2 separate regions of the Sus scrofa genome follow, and region 1 is linked to region 2. The links are chromatin contacts, called in public HiChIP or PLAC-seq maps. All regions are on one chromosome and are shown on one strand. Each heading gives the region's core, a stretch centred on a gene start, on an enhancer-like site or on the middle of the called end of the contact. The rest is flanking DNA. Distances are from core to core; before and after follow the strand shown. Region 1 has its middle 150 kb from the start of BCOR. Region 2 has its middle 290 kb from the start of BCOR.

Region 1 (7,525 bases), core at 76-2,575, 140 kb after region 2:
TGCGGACACGCGCGCCTCCGGGGCCTGCGTTGGCGCTCCAGCAGCCGGCAATTACCAAATCGTCGCGGGGCAGGGTTGGGGGCGAGGATTCGGGAATGGGGTTTGAGCGGGAGAAGGCGAGGAAAACAAGTGAAATGGGAGCGGCAGGGAGAAGGGACGGCTTATAAATCACCCAGCCCCACCCTCGAGCCACACCACAGAGGCGCCCCAAGCCCGCAAGGGATGGAGGGTCACTCGGCCACTCCTGGCCGACCTCTGAGCTCTCCCCGAGCCAGCGCCCCACCCGGGGCTCAGGCCGCGCTAGGACCAGCTCCCGGCCGGGATCGTAAACCACCCGCCGGATTCGGCGGGAAGCCACCCTTGGACGCAGCGCGCATCCGCCCAAGGGGAAGTTTATTTATAGCTTGTAAACGTAAAGGAAACCAGACCGCGCTGGCTCGCCGCGCTCGGGCTCCTACGCTCCCCACCTGCCCACCAGGGAGGGCGCGACGGGAGGCGAGTGGGGTGTCTCGGTTCCTTCCCTGCCCCCCATCCCCACCCCCGCTCCGCTCCCAGGGGAGAAAAGGGTAGGGTCCTAAGAGGCTGGCAAGTCTTAATTCCTCTCCAGGCGCCTATCCAGTGCCGTGAAGGCCGGAGAGGGCGGAGGACAGGGCCCAGGCCCCGGCCTGGGGAGGGTGGGGGCGGCCGAGCTGTCCCACTTGGCACGCACCTGCGGGCAGGCCCGTCAGTGCGGCGTGGGGTTCCGCAGCTCCCGCTCCGGGGCCGGGGAAGTCCTGGAGAGCCCGGGATGTGGGCGCTCCGGGAGCCTCTCCTAGGGAGGCGGGACGTTTCCCCGGTTCCTCCCGAGCACGTGTCCTCAGCAGAGCAGGCAAGCGCTGCGCGCCTGGGGCTGCGATCCCCGGGCGACAGCGGCCGAGAGCGCTCCCTCCCTAACCCCCAACCCCCGCCGTCGCCGCCTTTCTCGGGGAGCTCCAGGTTCTGGGGTGCGCTCGGGGCAGGCCCGAGGAACCGGAGAAAAGGAGAAGTGCCGGGGAGGCGATTAGGGAGAGAAGACATTTAAAAGCCTAGCCCTGAATAGACAAGCAGCCGAGCTGAAAAAGACGCCTGCGAGCCCCTCTCCCAACCCCCATCCTCCGCCCCAGTGGCCTCTCCCAGTCCCGGCGGAGCGCACCCACCCCTGGCCGCGGCCCGGGCGAATTCCAGGGTGTGTGTGTGTGTGTATGTGTGCGCGCGCGCGTGTTGCGAGGCTGTGTGTGTGTGTGTGTGTGTGTACGCGCGAGCGCCGGGCGGGCAGTTGCGAAACGGGCTCTTGGCTGCAGCGCGGCATAATGGAGGTGGCTGGAACAATGCGCGCTTTGTGCGCGCGGGGAGTTGTTTTCCATCCGCCTCGCCCCCCTCGCTCGAGCCGTATGGCACTTTAATCCCCGCCACGGCTCGGCACAAATGCACTTGTGTCCTGCAGGTCACTGGGGGCCGTGTGGCTGGAGCCGACCCCCTCCATCCGCGGACCTCACCGCCGGCTGCCCCATCTTTCTTCTTGTGTACCACTCCCCCCGCTTCCCCCGCCCCAGCACCACCACCTCAATTCCCGGCGTGGGCCAGTGAGCCGGCTTGGAAGCTTCCGGGCCCGCGAGTCACTTTTTGTCCTCCGTGGAGACGGCGCATTCCCCCGACCCCCACCCTCACCCTTCGCGAGCTCAGACAAACACACACCCAGGCCGACCGCAGGCCCCACACTCGCCGCCCTCCCTCTCGCTGTCTCGGCCCGCCCGCCCCCGCCCCGTGCTCCGGACTCCTGCGAACAATAGTAAATGTCAACAGATTCCGCGCGGCGAGTGTCTGACTCGGCCGAGATAAGGGTGCGCGGTTGGCCCCGCGCTCCGCGCCGCCGCGGGGGGAGCGCGCCCTGACCCCGGCAGGAAAGAACCGGCTATGACGACGAAACCGGTGCCGGAGGGGGGGGTGGATCGGAGGGGAGGCCATCAGCCGCAGCCCCGTAGGGGAGTCTCGCCCGGAGCCCAGGCCCCGCCCCGCCTCCACGCGCCTTAACCCGGTGCTCATGCGGGGCCCGTGGGCACAGTGAGAGCTGCCCGGCCGACGTGGCGCTCCGGCCTGCTTTCAGATCACCCTTCCACTGCCCTGCGGATGCCGGAAAAACGCTGATCCCGGCCAGGACGCAGGCAGTTTTCGACCTACTGGGAGCCGGCACCCGAAAGATGCGAAGGATTCGAGTGCTCGTCTTCGGAAACTCATTACAATATTTTTTTAAGCGCGCACACACTCTCGCACGTCCTCCTCCTCGATCGTCCGCAACCCACCACCCAGCCGAGTTAAAATTCGCAAATTGATTCTCACGCGTTGGTATTAATGGGTTGTTCCTCTTAAATTGTTGCCAACTTTGCTAATGGATTATTATTTAAATGATTTCTTTTTTATAAAGTACGTGTTGTTTTATAGATGCGTATTTACTTAAAGAAATCAACTGCATCTATTAACATATTAAAGAGAGAATAAAGCATCAGGGCCGGTGTAATGTACTGTTCAGCCTTACTTTGGGTGCTCACGAAGATAGGAAAATCTTATTTGTTTAATAATAAGTCACTCATGAATATGCAAATGACATCGGTGCAGTACCTCACTTCTGTCACTATTAATGAGTTGCAAATTAATGTGACAACAAAAGGAAAATCTATTTAGTGGAGGAACTCGGGTTCCTACCTGGGGAGATCACAAGCAGGCCTGGAACCTGGGTCTCCAGGAAGGCCAGGAGTGAGGGTGGACACGTCCCTTCCGCATCCAGGCTTTTCCTGGAGACCACTATTGTTTGGTCTCAGGGACCTGCTTTGTCAGGAGCCCCTTAAAATTCCTGAAAGGCTGTTCCAGGGTACTTAGGGCCAAGTGTGATTAATGGAAATCAGCCCACAGTTGGAAGTAAAGCAGTTGGTGAAGCAGATTTGGGGAGGGGGGCAGGACTCTCCCCCACCCAGCTTAAAGATTCCCCAAAGCCTTTTTGGCCTCTGTTGCTTTGGCCGGAGTTAGGACTGCAAGTACCAAAGCAGGCCTCACAGGCCTGACCGCAGGTATTAAGACGGCACCCTGTGCGCTTGCTTTTTATGAGGTGACGCTGCTGATGGGAGGTTTGAGAGCAGATCAGCTCATTTTCTTGCCGACCTACATCCCAGAGGTTACAGACTGAAATCTGGTTGCCTTCCATTCGAGCCTTTGCTCTTTTCTGGCCTGTTTTTATTCCATCGATGGAGGCTGAAGAGGATGTTTCCAAGCCAGTTAAGTTTGGAAATGTCTCTGAGAAAAAAAGCATAAATGCTGAGCTGCCCAGAACTGTGGGGTAAGAGTTCAGGTGCCTGGGTAGTATTTCAAGAAACTGTTTGACTAAGGAACCTTCTGGGGAAATGCAGATACTCTGGTTGGTTGGTTGGTTGGTTGGTTGGTTTTTTGTTTGGGTTTTTTTTTTTGGTTTTTTTTTTTTTTGTCTTTTTGTCTTCTCTAGGTCCGCACCTGCAGCATATGGAGGTTCCCAGGCTAGGGGTCTCATCGGAGCTGTAGCCGCAGGCCTACACCACAGCCACAGCAACACGGGATCCGAGCCTACACCACAGCTCATGGCAATGGCGGATCCTGAACCCACTGAGCAAGGCCAGGGATCGAACCTGCAACCTCATGGTTCCTAGTCGGATTCGTTTCCACTGGGCCGTGACAGGAGTTCCCAATGCAGTTATTCTGTATCTAACCTAATGGATGGCTACTTGGTTATTTACAATTGTAAAACTTCTCAGGGCTGTACACTTTACTATGTTTAAGTTAGATCCTGTTCTGTTTATTACTGTGTAAAGCCACCTCAAAGCTTAGTGGTATAAACAACAATAATCATTTATTTTGCTCAAGAATCTGCAGTCTGGGCAGGGCTTGGCAGAGATAGCTCACCTCTGCTCCGCGCTGCGGCAACTGGGGCAGCTCGACGGGGACTCAAGAATCCATTTTCAAGATGGCTCACGCACATGGTTGGCAAGCTGGTGCTGGCTCTGGTTCTCCTCCATGTGGGCCTCTCCACAGGATCGCTTGGGCTTCCTCACAGCATGGTGGCTGGGTGCCAAGAGTGAGCACCCAAGAAAGCTAGGAAATGGAAGCTGCCAGTTACTTAAGGAAACTAAGCCCAGAAACCAGCAGTGTCAGTTGCACTGTATTCTGTTGGTCAAGCAGTTAGAGAACCCAGATTCAAGGGGAGGAGACGACATCGAGCCCCCACCCCCCCCTTACGTCTCAATGGGTAGTGTGTCAACGAATCTTAGGGCTCTGGGGTTTTTTGGTTTTGATTTCCGGTGTGTTCTTTTTTTTTTTTTGGCTGCACCCGTCCATGTGGAAGTTCCCGGGCCAGGGATGGAACCAGCACCACAGCAGTGACAACACTGGATCCTTAACTTCTAGACCACCAGGAAACTCCTGGGCTCTGTTTTAAAACCACCACATACCTCATTTTAAATGAAAAAGGAACACATGACTTCATTTTTTGCTTTGAGATTTTTTTTTCTTTTTATGGCTGCACCCAAGGCAAATGGAAGTTCTTGGGCTAGGGACTGAATCTGAGCAGCAGCCAAGACCTGAGTTGCAGCAATGCCACATCCTTAACCTACTGCATGGGGCCCAGGATCAAACCTGCACCACCCAAGCCACTGTAGTTGGGTTCTTCAGCAGGAACTACAAAGTTACAAGATTTTTTTTTTTTCTTTTTTAGGGACGCACCTGTGGCATATAGAAATTCCCAGGCTAGCCTATGCCACAGGCACCCTGGGTCAAGCCCTGTCTGTGACCTATGCTACAGCTTGTGGCAAGTGCCCGACCTTTAACCCACTGAGCAAGGCCAGGGATCGAACCTGCATCCTCATCGATACTAGTCAGGTTCTTAAACCGCTGAGCCCCAATGGTTACAGATTTTTTTTTTTTTTTTTTTTTTTGTCTGTTGTCTTTTTAGGGCCGCACCCGCGGCATAAGGAGGTTCCCAGGCTAGGGGTCGAATCAGAGCTGTAACTGCCGGTCTACGCCACAGCTCACGGCAACGCCGGATCCTTAACCCACTGAGGGAGGCCAGGGTTCGAACCCGCAACCTCATGGTTCCTAGTCGGATTCATTTCTGCTGCGCCACGACAAGAACTCCAGTTACAAAATTTTTAAATGTAGAGTTTCACAAGTCTTTAACTTCCATTTATTAACTTTGTTATTTTTCTGTAACATTAGAGCAATCATTTCAAAGAGGGCTTTGATTAAGGCCCAATCAAGACAAGTTGAACAGACTAAATGCTCTAAAACTCTCCCATCCATTTATAAATTTAGCTAAATTTTCCTAAACATTGTATGTGTATACACACACACACACACACAATTTTTAATTTTCTTTTTAAGCGTTCAAATACCTGAATGAGCAAGCTTATGACCTTAATAGAGTTATCCCTCAGTAGACAAAGGGAATTGGCTTCAGGACCACACCTCCGCTACCAAAATCCAAGGACCCTCAAATCCCTTATATAAAGTGGTGTATTATTTGCATACAACCTACTGGTCCTTCCTCTAGATTACGTATAGCACCTAATACAATGTAAATGCTATGTAAATAGTTGTAAATATAATGTAAATGCTATGTAAATAGTTTGCATGCAGCAAATTCAAGTTTTGCTTTTTGGAACTTTCTGGAATTTTTTGGTTCCCAAATATTTTCGATCGATCGCGGTTGGTTGAATCCTCGAGCGCAGAACCCACGGTTACAGAGGACCGACTGAAAGCAACATCAAATCAGTTAAATGTGTGAGTACAGTGACTATCCATTTGGCTTAAACATTGTAACTCTTGTTTTCCTGATTAAAGTTTAATTCCTTTTACCTTAAACTTGCAAGTCTAAAGTCTACCACCCAGTTTTAAGTTGGAATCCTAAAGCTAATCTGAGATTCTTTCCTACCCCCAAGTTGTCCTAAACGCCACAAATTAAATCACATGCATAGATTGTTCCTGAACTTCCCTCCAAAATATCACTACGGTATATTTGATTGATTTTAGCTTCTCTGTATGCAATTCTCCACCTTGCCAAGGTTAAAAAGACACCCTCTGAGGAGTGTGTTTTGCCAGCTCCAGAGAGTCGAGGTTCCTTGCTATAAGGAAAAATGTAAGGCTTGGAATAAGTCAAAGAGATTACTGGCTATTCTCTCAATGGAATGCTGGAGCCTGAGGGTGGCGGGTATTTTCTGAACCTACAGCAATAGGAACCTTTGTCTTTGCCAGGCTACTTTACAACTCTATAACAGGCAGAGGAGCAGCGGCACTCTCCCCATGCTGGCCTATAGATAAGCAAATAACTTCTCTCTAGGGAAGTGACAACCCCTACCCCCACCCCAAAAGCCAGTCTGATGTCCACTTGCCAAGTTACTTCAATATGCTCCATCTACAAATGTTTCCGTTCTTGAGAGTCTCCTTTGAACCAGTTTTATCTCATCCGTGCCCTCATTTACTGAGTTACAGAAAACCTTTGACATGTGTTCATTTTCTACGTGGGTGAGAGTCCCGACTTTGCCTTCTTTCGAGACATCCTTTGACGTGAGTCCACGGTTCATCACACTATAGAGAAACATTTGTGGCTGGCTGGAAATTGGAGGCCGGGATGCAGGATTGGGGCCCTACAGATCTCCAGGGAGAATCTGCTTACACCCCAGGCAGACCACCAGAGCCCTTCTTAATCCTGTTTATAGTTGCTATGACAACTGAAGATCCAAAGCCGTACCCTTCAGGTGGATTTTTTTTCTTAATCTCAGGTTCCCAGTTCAAGGTAAATCCTCCTCTGATCTCTCTGCCCCGTCCTCTGATTGAAGGAGAGAAACAAGTAGCTACCACCCAAGGTGCCTCGACACCTGATTGGATTCAATTAACCTATTTACCACCTGTGGTGGTTTTTAACTCTGTCCACAAATTCTTTGGCCATGCTCCTCCCTTCACAAGGTGGAGCTTGATTGTCCTTCCCTTGGTCTTGGGCAGTGCTTAGTGACTCACTCTTAATGACTAGAATGTGACAGAAGTGACTGTAGGTGACATCCATAATTAGGATAGGCGTTTAGGCCTCCTCATTGATATCTGAGGAAGCCAGCTGCCGTATCCTGGGCACATTCAGCCTCCTGAATGTCGTGAGTACATAGCGACCCTACTGGGTGAGCCAAGTGTCAAACAACTGAGGCCTCCCGCCAGAAACCATGTGAACGAGGCACCTTAGAAACAGAGCTGGTAGCCTCGGTGGAATCTTCAGACTGACATCTTTTTTTGTGCGTCTTTTTAGGGCCATAGTCATGGCATAGGGAAGTTTCCAGGCTAGGGGTCAAGTCGGAGCTGCAGCTGCCAGCCTGCACCACAGCTCAGAGCAACATGGGATCCTTAACCCACTGAGTGAGGCCGGGAATTGAACCTGCATCCTCATGGATACTAGCCCGATGCGTTTCCCCTTCGCCACAGAGAGAGCTCCCAGACTGAGATCTGG
Region 2 (7,673 bases), core at 2,732-5,231:
AATCTTGCTTCTCTAGAAGCCAAATCTGATGCAAGATTTTGAGTGCAAGCAGTTTCCTTTGAAGGTGATTCTCGGAAGCACCAGAGCGCAATGAGGGCTTGAGAGAGAGCCAGTAGCGAAGCCAGAGGATGTATTAATAAGGAGGCTACTACTGTGGGTGAATGGGTCACTTTTTTTTTTTTTTTTTTTTTTTTTTTGGTCTTTTTGCCATTTCTTGGGCCGCTGCTGCGGCATATGGAGGTTCCCAGGCTGGGGGTCTAATAGGAGCTGTAGCCACCAGCCTATGCCAGAGCCACAGCAATGCGGGATCCGAGCCGCGCCTGCAACCTACACCACAGCTCAAGGCAACACCGGATCGTTAACCCACTGAGCAAGGGCAGGGACCGAACCCGCAACCTCATGATTCCTAGTCGGATTCGTTAACCACTGCGCCACGACGGGAACTCCTTTTTTTTTTTTTTTTTTTTTTTGCTTTTTAGGGCTGCATGTGGAAGTTCGCAGGCTAGGGGTTGAATCAGAGCTACAGCTGCCAGCCACAGCCACAGCCGCAGCCACGTGGGATCCGAGCTACGTCTGCAACCTCTTCTGCAGCAGCTTGAGGCAACACCGGATCCTTAACCCACTGAGTGAGGCCAGGGATCAAACCGGAATGCTCATGGATACTAGTCAGGCTCATAACCTGTTGAGCCACAACGGGAACTCCCTGAATGGGTCACTTTTTGTTGATGGTGTGGAACACCTCAGACTGTCCCATAGGAAGGACAAAGAAGCTGCGGCGTCTACCCACCCAATCCTAATAGCTGTGGTTGGGGGCACTAGTGTGGGCTGCCCTCCCTGTGGGCACTGCCCATTCAGGCAGTCAGGGAGAGGCTCGGGCAAAGGGCCCCAGGTGCTGGGCAAGCGATCTCGCAAAGAAGTTCGGATGTCAGGAACCCAGGATTTGTAGATGGCTGTGTATACTTGCTCTGTGTCATATGTGGATTTTCACCAACCACCCCCTACCCCATGCCAGCTCTTCAAACGCTGCCTTAGACAGCAGTGCATTTGAGGCTTTCTTCCTAATAACTACGGGTTTGCCATGACTGTCCACACTGCCCACCCTACCCCCCAGCCCACCCCCTCCTCCTTTGTGACTAATGGAAAAACATTGGAAGAATTGCCCACAGGCAGCCAAGGTGGAGCTGCTTGTGCCGGGAGAGTTTTGCCTTTGTGTGAGGTTAACTGCCAGGAGTTGTGGGCGCCACACCCTGCGACTCCAACCTCAGCTCAGCTTAGCCGCAGAGAGACTGACCCACCTTAAATTACCAAGAAGCGATTCACCAGGCTCATTCAGACCTCGACCCTTCCCCGTGGGAAAATGGGTAAGCCCCACCCTGGTCCAGGGTGGTCACATGAGCCGGAGACCCTGCCTTGACACAAGCCCGGTTCACAGTCAAGGCTGGCAGGGGGCTCTCCGGCTCTGAACCCCTCAGTGAGTTTCCAAGAGAACACACGCTGTTCCTCCGAAAAGCTCTGCCAGGCTGGGCTCCACCGAATCACAGGGCTGCCGTGAACTGGGGTGATGCTGCAAAAACAGCATTTAATCAACTAGAACCACGGGAGGGAAAATAAGTGAGCCACTGAAAGGAAAAGGTATTTTCACTAAGACAATATAATACCCTCATATTTTCAAATAGCTAAATAGAATTTCTGTTAAATTTTCCAAGAGTGTTTGTCTTAATGACCCTTTTAAAGCATCCTTTTCCACCACTGCTGCTACCGCATGTCAAATATATGCTCTGGCCCTGGGTTGAGCAATTTTTTTTAAGTTAAAAAATAATAATAATGACTGCCGCTTGGCGGGGTGGGTGACTGAAGTCGGAACGGAGCTCTTGGCCAATTGTCAACTCGTCACCCTGCTGCGTGTGTGCTGCCATCACCTGCTGCTTCCCTGAGGGGCAGGCTTGCCTGCGGGCTCTTGCCTGGGTCACTGCCTGGGGACAGCTGTGGGGGCGGGGGAGGGAGGGGGAGGGAGAAGGAGGAAGGAAAGGGAGCGGGAGGGGAGAGCGGAATGAAAATGGGAAGAGGCAGAAGAGGAGAAGAGGGGGAAGGGGAGAGAATTCTACTGGGGTGGAAAAGCCAGGACGTCAAATTCCTAAGCCGGTGATAAATAGAATCCCAGCTGCACCAAGAACAGAGCAGTGGTAAAATCATTCGCACTCGGAATTCCTGCGAGTGGAAAATAAACTCATCATTGCTGGTGAATGGAAACTTAGGGGCAATGACGTCAGGGCCTCTAGACGCCCCCCCCCCCCAGCATCCCGTGTCCCCAGTAGAGGGCACAGAAGCCTTAGTGGCTGGAGAAAGGGGGCTGGGGGCCAAGTAGGCTCGAAGTCCAGGGAGGCAGAGGACAGGAGCCTGGAGGAGGCAGGGAAGAAGTTGGGAGTCAGAAGGTGGGAACGAGAGCGAGAGCACGGAGGAGCCTGACCCCAAGGAGCCTGGGGGTGCGCTGAGCTGATGGAGAGTCTGCACGGTCTGGGGTCCGGGCTGAGGTGTGGAAGGAAGGAAGAAGGCATGGACTGGGAAGCGGTGGCAGCAGTGATGATCGGAAGCCTTGCCTGTGGGATGAACGAGACTTAGCGCCTGGCATCCTGGGTCCGTGCCCCCTCCCTCACCCATGTGTCCAATGTCGGGGTGTCCCCCCCGAGGCTGGGCTTGGCCAGAAGCTCCTCAGGCTTCTGCATCCTCCTCATCTGGCGGCCCTTCTGCCTGATGTAAGTGGAAAGGCCTGGGCAGTGCCTCCCCTTGTAACTCCAATCACCTTCCCCGTCCCTGGCACTGGTGTCACCCCCAGAGGGCTGATGGCCACTGTTGCAGGGAGGCAGATTCCTGGGTCCCTTTTTGATAATAAGCATCCCTCCCCCAACTTCTGATAACCTGCACCTGTGACTCCCTTTGCAGCCCACCCTCAGCGCCTGGAGCAGCTCATCCTCAGAGAATCAGAAGGGTCTGGAAGCCTGTAGCCCCAGGCCCAGGGTCTCCCTGAGATGCTGACAACACCCACTGAGGGAGTGTGACTGGCAGCTCAGCCCTCTTGCCAGGAGTCAGGACAGACTTTGAGGCATGACTTACCCCGCCCCCGACCCCCCAGGGCCCACCCCCATGGGGTCAGGCAGAGGCTACCCTCAGGAGCAGGACTTTGTCTGAAATTGGCTCCCCCGCCCCTTCCCAGTCCCGCCTTCCCCTGCATCTTATGGGCATCTCCCGGAAGCCCCTCCATCGGAAATCACTTCCACGCAAATCCTCATCTCAGCATCCGCTGCTGGCAAATGGAAGTCCTAGCCCCCCAGCCCCACCGCGGGCTGGGCAAGAACACTTGACTGTGGGTTGACCCGTTACCGACAGTCCCTCATTCAGTCCTTGGAACGCAGCCGGCCACACTGGTACTGAGCGCCTTGCCCCAGAGAGGAAGCAGAAACTCAGCGATCAGAAGGGACGCTCCCAGGTGGCACAGCTGGTGAGCAGAGCAGCCTCGATTAAACCCAGCTGTTGGCAGCTCCAGAGCCAGTCTCGAGTCCTTGCTGTCCCACTGAAACGAGATGGGGGCCGCGGGCTTGGGAAAGGCGCTAACATCTCAGAAGCCTCCGCAGCCAGGGCCAATCCAGGGCCAGCCAGGTACTCAGGACGGGTGACTAAAGGGAGAGCGAAAGCACCATCCAAGCCCTCGGTTGAGCAATTGGTGTCTTGGCGTTCACCAGCTCCCCTGGTGCCCCAGTGCCCTGCTGGATCTGCCGAGCACCCAGAGGCCTTCGGCTGGGGGCCTGCTGGCTCCTCAACCCCCACCCCCATTCTGCATGTGATTTTTTTAGAGACAAGCCCCTAAAGCCAGCACTTACTAGGCGGAGGGCAGGAGCTGCCAAAAACACCCTATGAATAAATGTTCAGGGTTCCATCCAGAGACGCCCACAGTGACTGATGAGTCATCAGATGACCAGCTGTCACCACAGAGCGCTATATATAGAAGGGGAAAGCCAGAGGGGTGCCTGGGACCTAAAGCAGAGGAGGAGGAACAGGCGCCAAGGAGGCGAGGCCCCGGGGCGGGGCGAGGGCAGCTGGAAACTGCACCCTCAGCTCCCCCAAATAACCGAATCCAGGTCAGCGATGCCCCAGCACAGCGCGCAGCTTGAATTGGAAACAGACAGCGACGGGGCCGGACGCGGGCGCTGCCATTGCGCTGATGATGATTACAGCTAATGATGGTAATGGCAGAATAATCGCTTCGAGAACTTCCCACACATCACCTCGCGTCCTTCCCATCAAACGGCCGCACCGAGGACTTCCTAAGAGCCCTGCCATTTAGGCAGCCCAGCTGGAGCTTCCGGAGCCCAGGCCTGGTGGTTATACGGTGGCCACGAGCCACGTGTGGCTCTGGAGCATTTGAAATGTGGTCAGTCCAAACGGAGGCAGGACGAAAGCATGAAATACCCACCGGATTTGCAAGACTTAGATTCCAAAAAAGGGGGCGGGGGGGAAGCGATCTCCTTAATAATTGTTTCTTGACTACATGTTGAAATGATAATATTTTGGATGAACTGGGTTAACTAAGATATATTGTTCAAATTCATTTCACCTGTTTCTTTTTACCTTTTTCATGTGGCTACTAGGACATTCCAAAGGATGTATGTGACTCACATTTGTGGCTTGCATTATATTGCTATTGGACAGAACTGGGTTACAGGCCAGAGGCCAGAACCTTCAGGAAATCCTGGCTATGCCCTCTCCCGACAAATAAAGCCTGCTTCCTGGTTCAAGGCTGAAGAAGGCCAAGGCTGCTCTCCAGACAATGCCTGTGGCCAGCGGCAGCTCCATACACTGAGCACAGAGGGCCCAGGGGCACAGAAAAGCCCCTGAGTGTTCGTCAACCTCAAACTTGCCCCTTGTAGCTTCAGAAAATCCCTCGTCTTCCCTGGGAAGCTTGGCGAAGCCTCTGGCTCTGTCTTCTCCCATCCCCGCCCTTCACCCCCAAGACTTTGATTCCATGCTGTGGGGTTGCAAAAAGAGACCCAGAAAAAAAATAAGGCCTAAGGCCGATTCGCAAGGAAAGCAGCCCTTTCTCCTGCATATGCAAACAGCAGAGTCAACAAAAGGAAAGAAGGGAAAGGAGAAGCAGGGAACCGTTGATGAGAATCATCACACACCAAGAGGGAGACACACACACAAATGTCACACATTCTGCCCACGGAGACCTGGGGCGAGGGAATAGGGCGTGTATGTGTGTGTGTGTGTGTGTGTGTGTGTGTGTGTGTGTCGGTATGTGTCTGTGTGTGCTCGCGTGCGCAAGCAACTGCCATGCATGTGCCCATCAGACATGAAAGAGTACCAGAAAAAGGCTCAAGTTCAAGAATGAGGCAGACAGAGAAACCAAACAAGGAAGAGAGAAACCCAGGAGGCAAAGCCAAAGAGAGGTTCGGGGGTGTGTGTGTGGCGGGGCAGGGGGAGAGCTGACAGCCTCCCCTTTGTGGCAAGGGCTGCCCTTCCTTTCTGTGTCAGCTTAAATTATTCACTTCAGGACAATGGAAAGAATATAGCAAAATAAAAAATGCATCGGGGCCAGGCGGGCCCTGGATTCCTCTGTGGTGGAAACAACCCCGGGAGGAGGAAGGCTGCCTGCCCTGCACCCAGGAGTGGGCTGGGCTGCAGGTGACTTCAGCAAAGGGTGCCTTTCTGCTGGTTCCCCTATGCCCCCGGATTGACAGAGCCAGGGCTGAAGGCGCACCCCCAGACTAGCTGACACTTTGTGCCAGCCTCCTGCCTGGCTGACTAGAACATTCCGAAGGACATACGTGACTCACATTTGTAGCTTGCATTATATTCCTGTTGCTCTGAGCTGATCCCTCACTGGCGAGTCCAGAGACCCCAGGTGACCACCAGTTAATCTAATCAAAGCAGCCTGGAGTTCCCATCTTGGCTCAGCAGTAGGGAACCCAACTAGGATCCATGAGGATGTAGGTTCCATCCATGGCCTCGGTCAGTAGGCTAAGGATCCAGCATTGCCTTGAGCTGTGGCCTAAGTCGCAGAGGCAGCTCGGATCCCACATTGCTATGGCTGTGGCGTAGACCAGCAGCTGCAGCTCTGATTCAACCCCTAGCCTGGGAACCTCCATATGCCATGAATGTGGCCTTAAAAACAAACAAACAAACAAACAAAAACTGGCTGGCTTCATAAGAGAAATGTATTTCTCCTGGAGGCTAGACGTCCAAGACCAAGGTGTCAGCAGGGCTGGTTTCCTTGGAGGCCTCTCTCCTTGGCTTGCAGATGGCCGCCTTCTCGGTGGGTCTCCACATGGTCTTCCCACTGTGTGCACACATCTCTGGCATCTCCTCCCCAATTTATAAAGACATTAATCTTGTTGAGTTGGGGCCGTACCCTTGAAACCTCACTCCATTTTAATTCCCTCCTTTAAGGGAATTAAAGGAGGGAAGACCCTGTTTCCAAACGTAGTCACATTCTGTACTAGGAGTTGGGATTTCACCATACGACTTTGGGAGGACACAACTCAGCCTGCAACAACAACGAAGAAAGTTTAGCCAGGCCCGCACAAGGGCAGGGGCAGAAGTTGGGGACAGTTCAGGACGAACTATTCCATCACCTTGCCTGTTTAGGACGGAGTCCATGTAAATTTATTAAAACTGAAGGCAACAATTCTTGTAATTCTTTTTGTTTTGTTTTGTTTTTAAGGGTTGCACCTGCAGCATATGGAAGTTTCCAAGCTAGGGGTCAAGTCGGAACTGCAGCCACCAGCCTACACCACAGCCACGGCAACACCAGGTCTGAGCCTCATCTGTGACCTACACCACAGCTCACATCAACACCGGATCCTTAATCCACTGAGTGAGGCCAAGGATTGAACCCACATCCTCATGGGTACTAGTCGGGTTCTTAACCTGCTGAGCCACAATGGGAACTCCCCCCTTTTTGTAGGGTGAAGGTGACAATTCTTTGGGACAGGGGTTTAGGGGAATTTTCTCCTCGGGGCTGATAGTTGCTGTCTTCCCCAGGACAGGGGATTTTGTGTCCTCAGCTCTAGTTCAGTGAGTGGCTCCTGGCAGGGAAACTATGACAGGGGCAGAACAGAAGCGATTGGGCAAATCTCTGGGTACCTACTCATTTAGCAGCTTGTGACCAATGGAAGTGACTCCAAAATGAATTTGGATTTAATTCGCAGAGGCCCTTATGAGGTTAAAAAAAAATTTTTTTTTTTAAGGAACAGAAAAAGCATGGTGGCAGATTGTATCTTCCAGGATGGCCATGACAAGATTTCCCGAGCCATGTGACCTTCTTACAACGTGATGTCACTCTTCCCATCAAGAGCTGAGATCTATGGTCCCTTCCCTTGAATCTGGCTAGATTTGTGACAACGGTGGAAGTGTCATTATGTGACTTCTAAGGCTTCCTCGCTCTGGATACTTATTCTCAGAAAGCAGCTGCCATGCTGTGGGGAAGCCCAGACTACACAGAGAGCCCTCGTAGCCATGTGCCAGCTGATAGCCCCAGCAAAGACCCCTGCTAACAGCCAGCATCCAAGGGCCAGACGGGGAGTTCCCATCGTGGCTCAGTGGTTAACGAATCCGACTAGGAACCATGAGGTTGCGGGTTCGATCCCTGGCCTTGCTCAGTGGGTTAACGATCGGGA

What was found. HiChIP or PLAC-seq counts read pairs in DNA pulled down with a chosen protein or histone mark.
Region 1: a contact with region 2 is called in an H3K27ac HiChIP or PLAC-seq map of skeletal muscle. The contact joins two enhancer-like sites. A contact is called at or near these places in 2 of 47 Hi-C or Micro-C datasets (embryonic fibroblasts and skeletal muscle) and 1 of 2 datasets of contacts at active chromatin or transcription factors (skeletal muscle).

The regions. Positions count from the first base shown.
Region 1 is chrX:35,740,161-35,747,685 of Sscrofa11.1, forward strand. No RefSeq gene overlaps it. Among named protein-coding and RNA genes, the nearest start is that of BCOR, 150 kb to the right of the region's middle. Within about 2 kb of position 1,326, at least 48 of the 83 cell types and tissues checked have an H3K27ac peak or open chromatin away from gene starts, as enhancers often do. A contact at or near this core is called in skeletal muscle, where this site is marked.
Region 2 is chrX:35,597,775-35,605,447 of Sscrofa11.1, forward strand. No RefSeq gene overlaps it. Among named protein-coding and RNA genes, the nearest start is that of BCOR, 290 kb to the right of the region's middle. Within about 2 kb of position 3,982, at least 15 of the 83 cell types and tissues checked have an H3K27ac peak or open chromatin away from gene starts, as enhancers often do. A contact at or near this core is called in skeletal muscle, where this site is marked.